Regions from separate parts of the Zea mays genome. Here regions 1 and 2 are each linked to region 3. A link is a contact called in public Hi-C data. All regions are on one chromosome and are shown on one strand. The core of a region is the stretch at or near the end of the contact, and the rest is flanking DNA. Distances in the headings are between cores, read along the strand shown. Region 1 holds the start of LOC100283885. Region 2 holds the start of LOC100382806. Region 3 holds the start of LOC103637385 (ADP,ATP carrier protein 2, chloroplastic).

Region 1 (3,939 bases), core at 764-3,263, 150 kb after region 3:
ACGAGTTATTCTCTAACAGAAGTGAATTTATCTCACAAAAAATGTTTGGCAATAGTCTATCAAGTGATTTATAAGGGGCTGGAGATTAGAGAGCAGGTTGTGGGAGCGATGAGGAACAATTTTTTCTCTCCCATTCTCTAGTACAAAACTGAGATGACCGATGACTCTAAGGTTGGTCGGTTCGAGCAGATGGCCGATGACGCTGACGATCGTCTAAACCAGTCGGTGCCATTTGTGTTGGAGTTGAATCGGTCTGTACCGACTGGTCGATACAACTAAGGCCTAGTTTGGATACTTTGAGATTAGAGTGTTTTGGAGGGATTTAAGATGATGTAAATCCACAATAAATCAAATACTCTCTCAATACATTTCAATCCACTCCAATATCATTTATTACTAGAGTACCTAAACTAGGCCTAAACTGGTTGGTACCGACCAACTTTAATGATGTGTCATTTTTCTAATTGATCCACGCATGTGCCACGCCACGTAGTTGTTTTAACCATTTTAAGTCCAAAAAATAAAAAACTTATAATCTAATATATAAATTAGGTTTTATTTATGAACTATCTATTTTTTATTTTTATGTTTAAGTTATGTAATTTTATTTATAAATTATCTACTTTTTATTATTATGCTTTAGTTATGTAATTTTTTATTATTACTAAAAATTATGAAATTTTGTTAGCTTAATTACGTAATAAGATGTATTTGAGTTTCAATAAAACAATATGTTTCATGTTAACTAAAAGCCTATTGAAGAAGAGCTGATATGGTACCGACGATAAAGGTTATGCACTAGAGCGTTATAGTAGATAAGGATTGACGATGGTTGATATAGATTGGACGATAGATATAGTCTATAAGAGCTAGAACCAGAGTGTAGATCTTTTTTATTTTTTTGAAAAATATGCATCGCCACATGTCGATTTGCGAAGAAGCCACCAATGGTCCGATTGCTCTCAAGCGAGAAGGACGGAGGATGTTCTAATAAACCTAATGGTAGATATAAGATGCAGTTCTAACAATTGGATTTTCAGGCATATAACCTGATGAACAAACAGTACAGCAATGCTTAAGAAAATGTAGACTGAAAACTCAGATTCCAGTTGGCAGTCATACAAGACTCCAACAACGTACAAACTCACATTAGCATCGCCATCAACACAAAGGGCCCCTCGGCAAAGTGCCTTTAGCCACGACGGCCGGACGAGGGATTATCGGATTAGCAAGTTCGTCGGAGGCGGCATCTTCTTGCCACCGGTGGCTCCGTTCTCCTCCTTTCGGCCCAACGCCTTCTCCCGGAGCTTCTCCAGGGCTTTCTTTTTGTTCTCCAACCTCGAAGTTCTAGCTTCTGCTGCACCGGCCACCACGAACAACGCTGCCAGCAGCGCGGATGACACGAATGACAGGGCGTCTCTGCGCGTCGTTACGTGGCTTCTGAGCCCTGTTCGTCCTTGGACATTGGTGGACTGCGTTAAAAATAGGGCAGAGAACATTACTGAGATACATTTCAGCTGATGTTAATTTTCCTTGCGAATTCAGTTTTGTGTAACCGATCGAGTAGATTTCTCAACAACGTGTGTGTGTGTGTGTATATACTCGTAGCTTTGCATACAACAAAGACGAGTTAAACCAGCCCCTGCTCGTGATTTCAGAGTAATCACAGCTGCTGCAAAAAAAGCATCAGGCCTTGCAGTCTGGCAATGGCCATGTAGCAAGTTCGCCTCAACCAAACCAAAACCACCGTAGCTCCAACTATAGGGCCACAAAACTTAGCGGATGCTTCCGAATCACTACTATACCAGCAGCCTGCCAGGCATACAAAGCAGATCTAGCTACAACTACAGTAGCAGAATATCAGCCAATTTTGTCAGTACCTGGTTGTGTCTGCAGCTCAAGGCGGCCATCCGCGGCCCAGTGCCCGTGGAGCTATTTCTCGCCGGAAGGAGACGAGGGGTTGGGCGCAACTGCAGAGACGTCACAGCCATCATCGCTGCTACGACGGACGGTAGAATGCTCTGGTTATGTTAGTTGGAGAAGGTGGCTCGTTGCTTCCTCGCTTTTCTTGACCCTTCCCAATAGTTGAGCTTTCGGACAAAGGCAGTGGGACAAGGTGTAAGGAATGAGTGGCTGGAGAGGATAGTGAAGATACCATGATATCGTTCAACTCCACACATACATGGAGAGTTAGATAAAACAGATAGATTGTTTGATAATAGTTAGATGCATTTTTATTACTGTAGTTTCTATATATTACATAAGTGGATCGCGTCTGAAGCTAAGTACGACACATCAGGCTATACCCGATATACACCGGTTTTATTTTTCCCTATTTTTTAATAAAAAAAATTTATATTATGTTTGAGGATAAAATATAAAAATATATGTTTATTTAGTTAGATAGATGTGAACGTGAAACCAACAGACAAGGTTGACCTCCACTTGTTAGTAGGGATATTATTCTAAAACCAATTGTAAAATAACTTATCTTGTGATTATTTTGAGTTAAGATAATTACTATATTTATTAATAATATTATTATAACTCTTTTCTAAGTGATTTACTACAATTTTGTAATAAATATCTTCGTGATTAGTAACTAATCACGTATAACGTTAACTAGCCAAGCGTCGTACGTTGCTACGGTTTCTATTTATGTTTGAGTATAAAGTATAAAACACAAAAACATGTGTGCTCTATTGGATAGATGTTGGAGCCAACAACTTAACCATAGGTTGAATCCTCATTCGTGCATAATTTTCGGTGTTCTAGAAATCGTTATTAATCATCAAATAATCGATAGACAATCGATATGATTAACATGTAATCACATAAGTAATGGGTCAACCCGATTAATCAGTCATTGACCCAATTAATCGATCGTTGACCCAATTTGGTTGTTGACCTAGCCTAATTAAACAAAAAAGCCCAATAGAAGCAAGGCAGTAGACACCTCATAGTCCTATTTTGAAAGAATCTAGACCACCTTTGATATGGTACCTCATTTTGTCTAATGCCATATTGTCATTAATTAGACTAAAAATAGCCTTGTTTATTCTAAATTGTTTGGCTGATTCGATTTGCATCATAGGTGCATACCAAGAGAAGAAATAAGCTAGATGCACAATGTACAAGTGATGTTGTCATTGTTCAATTCAATAAAAGATTGCTTAGAAAAAAGAGAAACAAGGATAAAAATATTAATGTACTTCTATCTAATGTTGCTTCTAATGCTGCAAGACTCGTTGGTTGAAGGATGTGACGATATTAATAAAGAAAATGAGTGAAATGAAGCTATGATACTTTGTAGAAGTTCAAGAGTTAGTTAATTTCATGAAGATAATTTTGAGTCTAACAGCGAGTGTGAAGACATCGAAATAGATGATGAGGGTATTGAGTTTGAGTCAGACCATTATGAAGTGCTTCCAACAAAAGATTATGAGCAATACGATGAAGATTGATCTATGATGGCTAGCTATATCTGTTTTGTATTTTCTGACTAATTCTCGATAACCGATTAATCACTCATGTCTAGCTTGCTGATCAAATTTCGATATCCGATATTTTAAACCTTGATAATTTTAGCTTTTAACTATTTAAATGTGGGGGAGCATGACGGCGGTGAAAGTCGTGGAACCGATTATAACACGTATAATGTTAACTAGGAAAATGTCGCACATTGCTACAATTTCTATTTATATTTGGGTAGAGAGTATACTTCCTCTGTCCTAAAATATAGTTCGTTTTAGCCCTCTTTTTTTGTCGTCCAAATTCGAATAGATGATAATTAATGTAGACATACAAACTATATTCATATGTTAATTAATGAATGTTTGTTTAGTCTAAAATGATTATATTTTTGATATGGGAGTAAAACACAAAGATATATGCGTTTTATTGGCTAGGTGAGTGTGACTGTGAGCTTGGAACCAACAA
Region 2 (4,036 bases), core at 1,527-4,026, 170 kb before region 3:
CCGGGGAACATCAACCTCCCCACCAGGGCTTTATCCTACAACCTAAATGGCTCTATGCGCAGCAGAGGGTAGGGCGATTCGGTTGTGTTTCCTTACCGGAGATGAAGGGGTCGATAAGGTTGTCCACGCAAATGCGACGGTGCACAGCGGAGCGCCAGTGCTGGTGCTCCGGTCACCGCTTGATTCGGCCAACAGTGCGCAAAGGCGCACGATTTGGTGATAGCTTTAACTAGGGGAGGAAGAGAGGGGGAATAATAGGAGCCTTAAATACCCTAGAGTCCGAGCAAGCAACCACCCACGAGATCTCCGGGTGAACATCCATGGCAGCCACGACACAATTGTTCGCGGGGTTCTGTTATTACGAGGAGAAGGAGCTGACGCCAGTGGGTCCACTCGCCAGGGAGTGCGAGTGCGCCAAGGAATATGGGTCGCGCGGTGTTGAAGGGGAAATGGGCCGGTAGTGAGAGATTGGGAGTGCGGACCGAGCGAGGTGGAGTGGACCAATTTCAAGGATTTGGTTCAATTGGTGTTTTCTTTTTTTTTTCTTTGTTTTATTTCTATGGCTTCATCTATATTTGAATTCCTTTCAATTCCCAATTTCACAAAGCCAAGTGCAACAATAAATAATTCAGCATGGAATGCATCCTTCCTTTTATTAAATAATCATTAATGGCCTATCTTGATCTCCTTATTTGGATATGTAAAAAGAAGGAAAAAGAAAAAAATAATCCCATGGTCTTTTATGTTTTCAAGACTTTATACAATTATATATATATATATATATATATATATATATATATATATATATATATATATATATATATATATATATATATATATTAAACCCCAAAAAGTGGGTATTACATAGGCGAACCAAAGCTGTCGAAAGGATGGAGGCAGCTTAGAATGAGGTATAAAGTTTTTTTTTTGTTTTTTTACAAAAGTGTTGACAGACGTGGGGAAACAGATGTTACGCATGCGGCGAACGACACATGAAAATCGTGCTTTAAATAAAAGTAGATAAGTGCTCGATATCTATATATTAAAGATAGACGGTACTTAAATGGAATTAATGTTATCTAACTTCGCGGACGCAACACTAGTGTATAAATATACATGTCTAAATAAACCAGACCTAACGAGTGGCCTGTGGCTCGACAAGGTTTTGGTCGGCCTAAACACGACATGACTTGGCCCTATTTTATTATTTCGTTATTTTTCTATAAAAATCTATATAGTATATTTGAATATAAAGTATAAAACATAAAAACATATGTTCTAGTGGCTATGTGGATGTGAACGTGGGTTTAGAGCCAACAATTATGCATAATTTTTCTTATTTTTACCATTTAAACTCCACATCCATATGAAAAGTTGTAGATGAGTCTAAAAATTTATTCATATTGCCGGTACATAGCTACGGTGGTTTTCTATATATCATGTGTGATTATATTTTAAAATTTCTAATTATTAGTTCATATTTTAACGATATCGATCTCTCTTAATTTTAATGCAATTATACAAGTGTTGTTGTGGTAGAGGGCGTTGGTTCGATGCCTACTCTCACTTAATATTTTTGTTGCATGCCTTGAATTTTGATGTAGACACAAACACGTGCGTGGAGGCCTGACATACTCGCGCGGGACGCATTGACGCACGAAAAAACCGATGAAACTCTTGTATTATATAATAGTAAAGATAAATGTTTTCTGTTAAAGGAGTGGCGGTCGCAGAACCGACGACTAGCTAGGGTGGTTACACTCCACGTGGGTAGGGGCGAGCGTGGTATCGGGGGAGAGCGCATGCACGGTTAGATGACATGGGGCGATAGACCAAACAATGCAGATGTGTGGACGACAGAACGCGGGTTCTTCCAAAAGATGTAAGAGACCTTTTTTTGCAAATATAACGCATGATGACTGTTGAAACTGGTGCTTTATAAAGTAGAGATAGAGATTTTCCAGAAGTTGGGTCGAAGGAGGGAGGGACATCGGGTTTAATCCAAAAGATGTAAGAGACTTTTTTTAAAAAAATGAAGCACGACAACCGTTGAAACTGGTGCTTTAATACAATAGAGTTAGAGATAAAGACAGAGAAGAGATGAGATAGATATAGGGGTGACAATAAGCTCTAAATTTTACACTATAAGATTTAAGAATCGGATCAGATTAGGATTGTACCCTATTTCTAATATTTAACTAAGATTTATTTAGGCCTACTATTTTGTGAAGAAGCATTTGAATTACGATTAGGGGATGATAATAGATCGTGATCCAAATGCTTCTTTACAAAATAGTAGAGCTCTAAATAATTTGTAGTTCAAAAATGAATATAAATAGAATCTAATTCTAATTCGATTAAATCTTACAGTGTAAAATTTAGAGTATATTATCAGCCCTATCCTCTAGACAGAGAAGAGGAAAAAGTGTGTTGACGATAAATACAGTCCGGCCCCTCACACAGTAAGGAACGTCTTAAAAAACACGAGACAGAGGCAGCCGCCCAGGTGTCCGTTGGCGTAGAGGACCGTTCGCACGCAGGCCGAAAGAAGGGCCCAACGGGCCCAGTTATCTCGCGTGGGCGGAAAGCTAGGTCATCCCCACGATCCGCTCCTCACCTCGGGGAATCCAACGGCACCCGGTTCCTGCGTCCATCCAAAGCTAATACACACGGGCCGCACTAGCACCGCTCACCCCTCAACAGAAAGCAAAAGAGAAACGTCACTTCTCCTCGTATAAAAGCATCCGCCTCAACCCACCTCAGCGGACTGCTCCACCAGTTGCAGAGTCCAGAGTCCAGACGCCAGACGCCCTCTACTTCTCTTCTCTCTAGTTATACATTTCAAACTCTTGGCCGCCGCAGCGGTCTCTGTTCGCCGCGCCCCGCCGCAGAAATGGTGAGCACGAACGGCCGCGATAGAGCGACCCTTCCAGTTCCACTTCCACTGCTCGGTGTTTCTGACGTAGATCGTGCCGTTTGCCTTCGCCGGATCGTCTGATTGGCCCATGGTTTTGGGTTGGTTTTCTCTCGCAGGCGCTGCCGAATCAGCAGGTTGTGGATTACCCCAGCTTCAAGCTCGTCATCGTTGGCGACGGTGGAACTGGTGATTTCCTCTGTCCTTCCTTTATGCCTCGTATGCTTTTTTTTAATTCGTATGTGGATGTTGGGAGATGCGAGTGCCGCGTTTGTTGCCGTTGTTCCCTAGAGATCCGGCGGACCGGGTACTGATTCGTTGTTGAGGCAGTACAGATTTTGTCCGATGGGTAGGCATATGGATATGGGATTGGTAGGGGGTTTAGCTTGTGTGGGGTTGGACTCTACACGGGGAACCATTTAGCTATTCGTGAACTGATTTGGGATTTTTAGGCCTGTTTGGGACGCAGAAATTGGAAAACACAGGAACAGAATGCTCTAACATCTTGAATCCTATGGATTGAGAAAATCATTTGGAGCACAGGAAAAATACGCCAATTCGATGAGAGGCTGACACGAAGGAAACTTTCCATGAGGTTCAATCTCTTCAGTAAATTCCTCCAAAATTCCTATGTAACAGGCCATTACATAGGAATTGCACGGGATTTGTCAAAACCCAATCCTTTTTCCCCAAGGGGTTATTCCTATAGGGTTTCAATCCTCTACTGGGGTTTGGATACTACATGGGGAATCGATTGGTTTCCTGCCCTGGAATCAGTTTCGTTACCGGCAAATTTTGTGTTCTCGCTCTGACCAGCCGCGAAGGCCAATAACATCTTCCAACAAGGATCTACTCAACAGTACCGCGAGCTGTTTGGTGAGGATATGGTTAATCACTGTTTAGTTTCTGTTGAAAGGTTGAGGAGTGACTCAAGAATAAAATGTTTATATCCAATCAGAAATAAGTGTTTCAGTTTGTGCATGATTTTTAATTCCAAGCAATTTGGGATAATAAGATAATGGAGTAGATCTTTTCAATTTCAACATAAAATAAAGGCATGCTCCTTTCCAAGACGGGTGTTGTGTAGATCTAACGGTCATTCAGGAGCTTGAGCAGTGGAAC
Region 3 (3,727 bases), core at 1,089-3,588:
CCATCCTAGTATGTGGCAAGATGCCTAAGAGAACCGATGTAATCACATCGAGTTAGTTGCTTTTGGTTTGCTCAGCTCCACCAAAAGGCAGGGGGCATATGTTGAGCCCGCTTTTGAGCCGGCGGACGGTCCGGCCCTGAGGCCGGACGGTCCGCGGTCCGGACAGTCCGCGCCTGTGGGCCGGACGGTCCACGCATGCGCAGAGCAGTTTAGGGTTCCGAGTTTTGTGCTACGATTGTTAGCTATATTCGCGGGATTAGCTCGGAATCAGTTGTGTAAAGGGTCCAGCCCCCTCCTCTATAAATAGAGAGGTCTACGGCCGATTTGTAATCAACAATCGAATCAATACAACTTCTATTTCGCATTTTATCCTAGGAGCAGTTCTAGTTTAGTTTAGGTTTAGCCTCTCGATCCCCAAATTCTTCGTCTCTCTTCGACTCTACGTCGATTAGAGGAGTCTAGGTCGGCCGGCCCGAGCCTAGACACAACCTAGGATCTCTACTCCCCGACGGGGTCCCTCCCAGGAGCGAGATCCAGGCGCCGTCGGCGATCTTCCGCCGCCCCTGCGCACGCGCAGACCGTCCGGCCCTAGGGCGCGGACCGTCCGGCCGTCAGGCAGGGAACCCTAGCCCCTGCGCCAGGTAGCGGACCGTCCGGCCCTGTGCCGCGGACCGTCCGCGCCTGACCAGAGAGCACCGCCGCCTCGTGCCAGGCCACGGACCGTCCGGCCCCCGCGCCCGGACCGTCCGCCCCTGTGCAGAGAGCATCGCCGCTGGTTCTCTTGAGTAATTGGCGCCTCCAAAAAGGCGTCAACACGAACCCTGGGAGGGAAAGGTTAGAGAGAGTGGAACAAAAGGCTCACTGAAATTTTCGCTCTTCAGTATTATATATGGGTCCTCTATGAATTCAATTGATAAAATGATGATTTAGAGACTAAATTTTAGGGAAAAACTTTTGGAGTTGTGCTTAGACAGTAAGCTAGTAATTTTAAGTAAACCTTATAGCTTATTACATGTTTTAAAATGTTTATAAAACTTTTGTATTTGCCTTATGTTTCAATAAATTATATATTTATGCAATGGCATGCGACATTTAGGCTATGTTTGGTGGAGCTTCGATCAGTTTCGCCTAATTATATCGTACACTACATAAGGATATATTTTTACCTCTCCTCTTAAAATGAAAAGCTTCGATTTTTTTTTTCACCGTGGCCCCTTTTGGCAGGGCTCTAGTCCATCTAAAAACAGTTTCGGCTCTAACTTCTCTAGCTCTTTAGCTTCTCTATAGGAGTCGAGCCGTTTTGCAATTCGTTTGGCAAAACAGTTCTTTTGTATTTATTCCGAATGATATATTAGAGAAATGAAGGAGGAGCTGATAGAAGCCACGTCTTTGGTGCTCTGGCTCCCAACACAAAAACGACTCTAGCTCCTCGAGAGCTCTCGATGGGTAGCTGTTTTTTGTGACCGTTTAGTAGGGCTTTATGATGATCCCAAACTAGAGCTGCCAAAGAGCCATGCCAAAGGGTCTCGTACCTCTCCTCTTAAAATGAAAAGGATCGATTTGTACCTTATTAAAAGGAGCTATAAACCACCATTTTAGGTTTCATTTGCTCTTACTTCTTTATGGAGCGTAGATTATTAATCGATTCGTTTCCATAAGAAACTAATTAATAGCAACTATTTTTAGTTATACTTCTTTCGTTTAAAAATAGTTGGCATTATAGGATTCAAATTTGTCTTAAAATAATTGTCATTCTCGTTTCCTAATGTATATTTCTCTTCTCCAAATATGTATTTTTATTTTCCTCAATGCATCTATATCTCTTTCCTTGTTAGTTTCTGTGTGCCATATACCTTTACTTTTTTTTCTTCTAAATTTTCGTATCCAAACTAAAATGTCAACAATTTTAGGATGGAATGAGTATATTATATGGATCAAGTTCAAAACAGGGCCGTAGAGATAAGAGAAAAAAAATCGTTTCTTGCAACGTGGATGAATGCAAGGACGACCACGCTGCGATAGGTCGAAAACAAACCTCTCTGTTTACGACGAGATAGCATGGGAAGTAGCAAACAAATCTTTCTTTCTACAGGAGGACAAGCGCACGGACAGCGCCGCGGCGGGTGGCCCATCCAGGCCGCCGCTGCCGGGTGCTGACTCGAAACTGCGTCGGGCCGGGCGTCAGCCAGGCGCTGTCTCGTTCCGCCCACCTACCCTGCTCACGCATCAACCGCCGAGATCGTTTCCGGCCCGCAAACCAACGGCCGATCGGATCGCCTGCCGTACAAATGCTCCATCGTTTAATAACGCTCCTCCACCGCCGCGCCGGGACCTACTCCTCCCTCCCCTGCTTTCACTCCATTCGCGTCTCGGGGTTTGGACCAGCCACCCGGCGGCGGCGGGCAAACACAGACAGGGCCGCAGGGCCGAGCGACCGGAGCGCCGCCGCCACCGGCAAAGCCACGGCACGGCACCCATGGAGTCGCGCGCCCTCCTGCACGCCCGGCCTGCCGCCCTCCCTGCCCGCGCCGGCCTGCGCCTCCCTCCCCAGCTCCCGCGCCCGCGGGCAGTCTCCTTCTCCCCCGCCGCCAAGCCCGCGCTCCGGTCCCCGCTCCTCGCGTCGAGGGGCCCCTTCCTCCCGCGGCACGACGCGCTTCTGGGGAACGGGTTCCTGAAGCAGAGAGCGGTCAGCGTTGGCGGTGACGTGTCCTTCCGCGCCCAGGCGGCGGCGGCGGCGGTGCCGGCGCCGCAGCCGGAGGAGTCCGCTAAAAAGTTCCTCGGCATCGACGTGAAGACGCTCAGGAAGATCGTGCCGCTGGGGCTCATGTTCTTCTGCATCCTCTTCAACTACACCATCCTGCGGGACACCAAGGACGTGCTGGTGGTCACCGCCAAGGGGAGCAGCGCCGAGATCATCCCTTTCCTCAAGACCTGGGTTAACCTGCCCATGGCCATCGGATTCATGCTCCTCTACACCAAGCTTTCAAACGTTCTCTCGCGGGAGGCGCTCTTCTACACCGTCATCTTCCCGTTCATCGCCTTCTTCGGCGCCTTCGCCTTTGTGCTCTACCCGCTCAGGAACGTCATCCATCCCACCGCGCTCGCGGACAAGCTGCTCGCCGCGCTCGGCCCGAGCTTCCTTGGGCCCGTGGCGATACTGAGGATTTGGAGCTTCTGCCTGTTCTATGTTATGGCTGAGCTCTGGGGCAGCGTCGTCATCTCCGTGCTCTTCTGGGGGTTCGCTAATCAGGTCAGTCTGAACTTTGGATCCTTGGATCAATATTGTTACGTAATGATAATAGCTTATTTAATTATTGTCAAACTTGATTTGAACTATATATCTCATTAGCTAATGTTGGTTTGACTGGATGTTTGGTTATTCGACACTGACAAAAGATGGAAGGGTAAAACTTGACTCTATCAGGATATAATTTAGGCAGGAGGTGATTTGTTCGTGCCTTCGTGGGATAATGGGCAGGTAGTAGAACATTTTGGTTTGTAGTAGGCCCTGCATTGTGGCTTGGTTCGTTGTATTGCATAACTTCTAGGCTAAAAAAATCGAGGTGCTTGTTGCTTTCTTTTATGAATATGCTCGGCTCCATTATTGCTCGCTTTAATGATCTAAGTGATGTTCGAGCTATTGTCAGTCTTAAATTGGTTGTGGATGTCTATTACATTGAACAACTTGGCTGGATATGGTTCACACTTTATAACTCCTTTCTAAAGA

What was found. A called contact is a pair of places that touch in the nucleus more often than the background predicts.
Region 1: a Hi-C map of leaf shows a contact between it and region 3, with 8 times the contacts expected there. The contact joins the promoter of LOC100283885 here to the promoter of LOC103637385 in region 3. A contact is called at or near these places in 3 of 25 Hi-C or Micro-C datasets (ear, leaf and tassel).
Region 2: a contact with region 3 is called in a Hi-C map of endosperm, with 3 times the contacts expected there. The contact joins the promoter of LOC100382806 here to the promoter of LOC103637385 in region 3. A contact is called at or near these places in 2 of 25 Hi-C or Micro-C datasets (endosperm and leaf).

What each region holds. Positions count from the first base shown.
Region 1 is chr8:150,717,556-150,721,494 of Zm-B73-REFERENCE-NAM-5.0, reverse strand. LOC100283885 reads right to left here and starts at 2,013. Exons shown (of 2, transcript NM_001156783.1): 1 at 1,881-2,013; 2 at 1,023-1,472. The coding sequence starts at 1,994. The coding sequence ends at 1,218.
Region 2 is chr8:151,034,369-151,038,404 of Zm-B73-REFERENCE-NAM-5.0, reverse strand. LOC100382806 reads left to right here and starts at 2,776. Exons shown (of 8, transcript NM_001361681.1): 1 at 2,776-2,896; 2 at 3,034-3,103. The coding sequence starts at 2,894.
Region 3 is chr8:150,865,237-150,868,963 of Zm-B73-REFERENCE-NAM-5.0, reverse strand. LOC103637385 (ADP,ATP carrier protein 2, chloroplastic) reads left to right here and starts at 2,338. Exons shown (of 6, transcript XM_020542419.3): 1 at 2,338-3,250. The coding sequence starts at 2,477.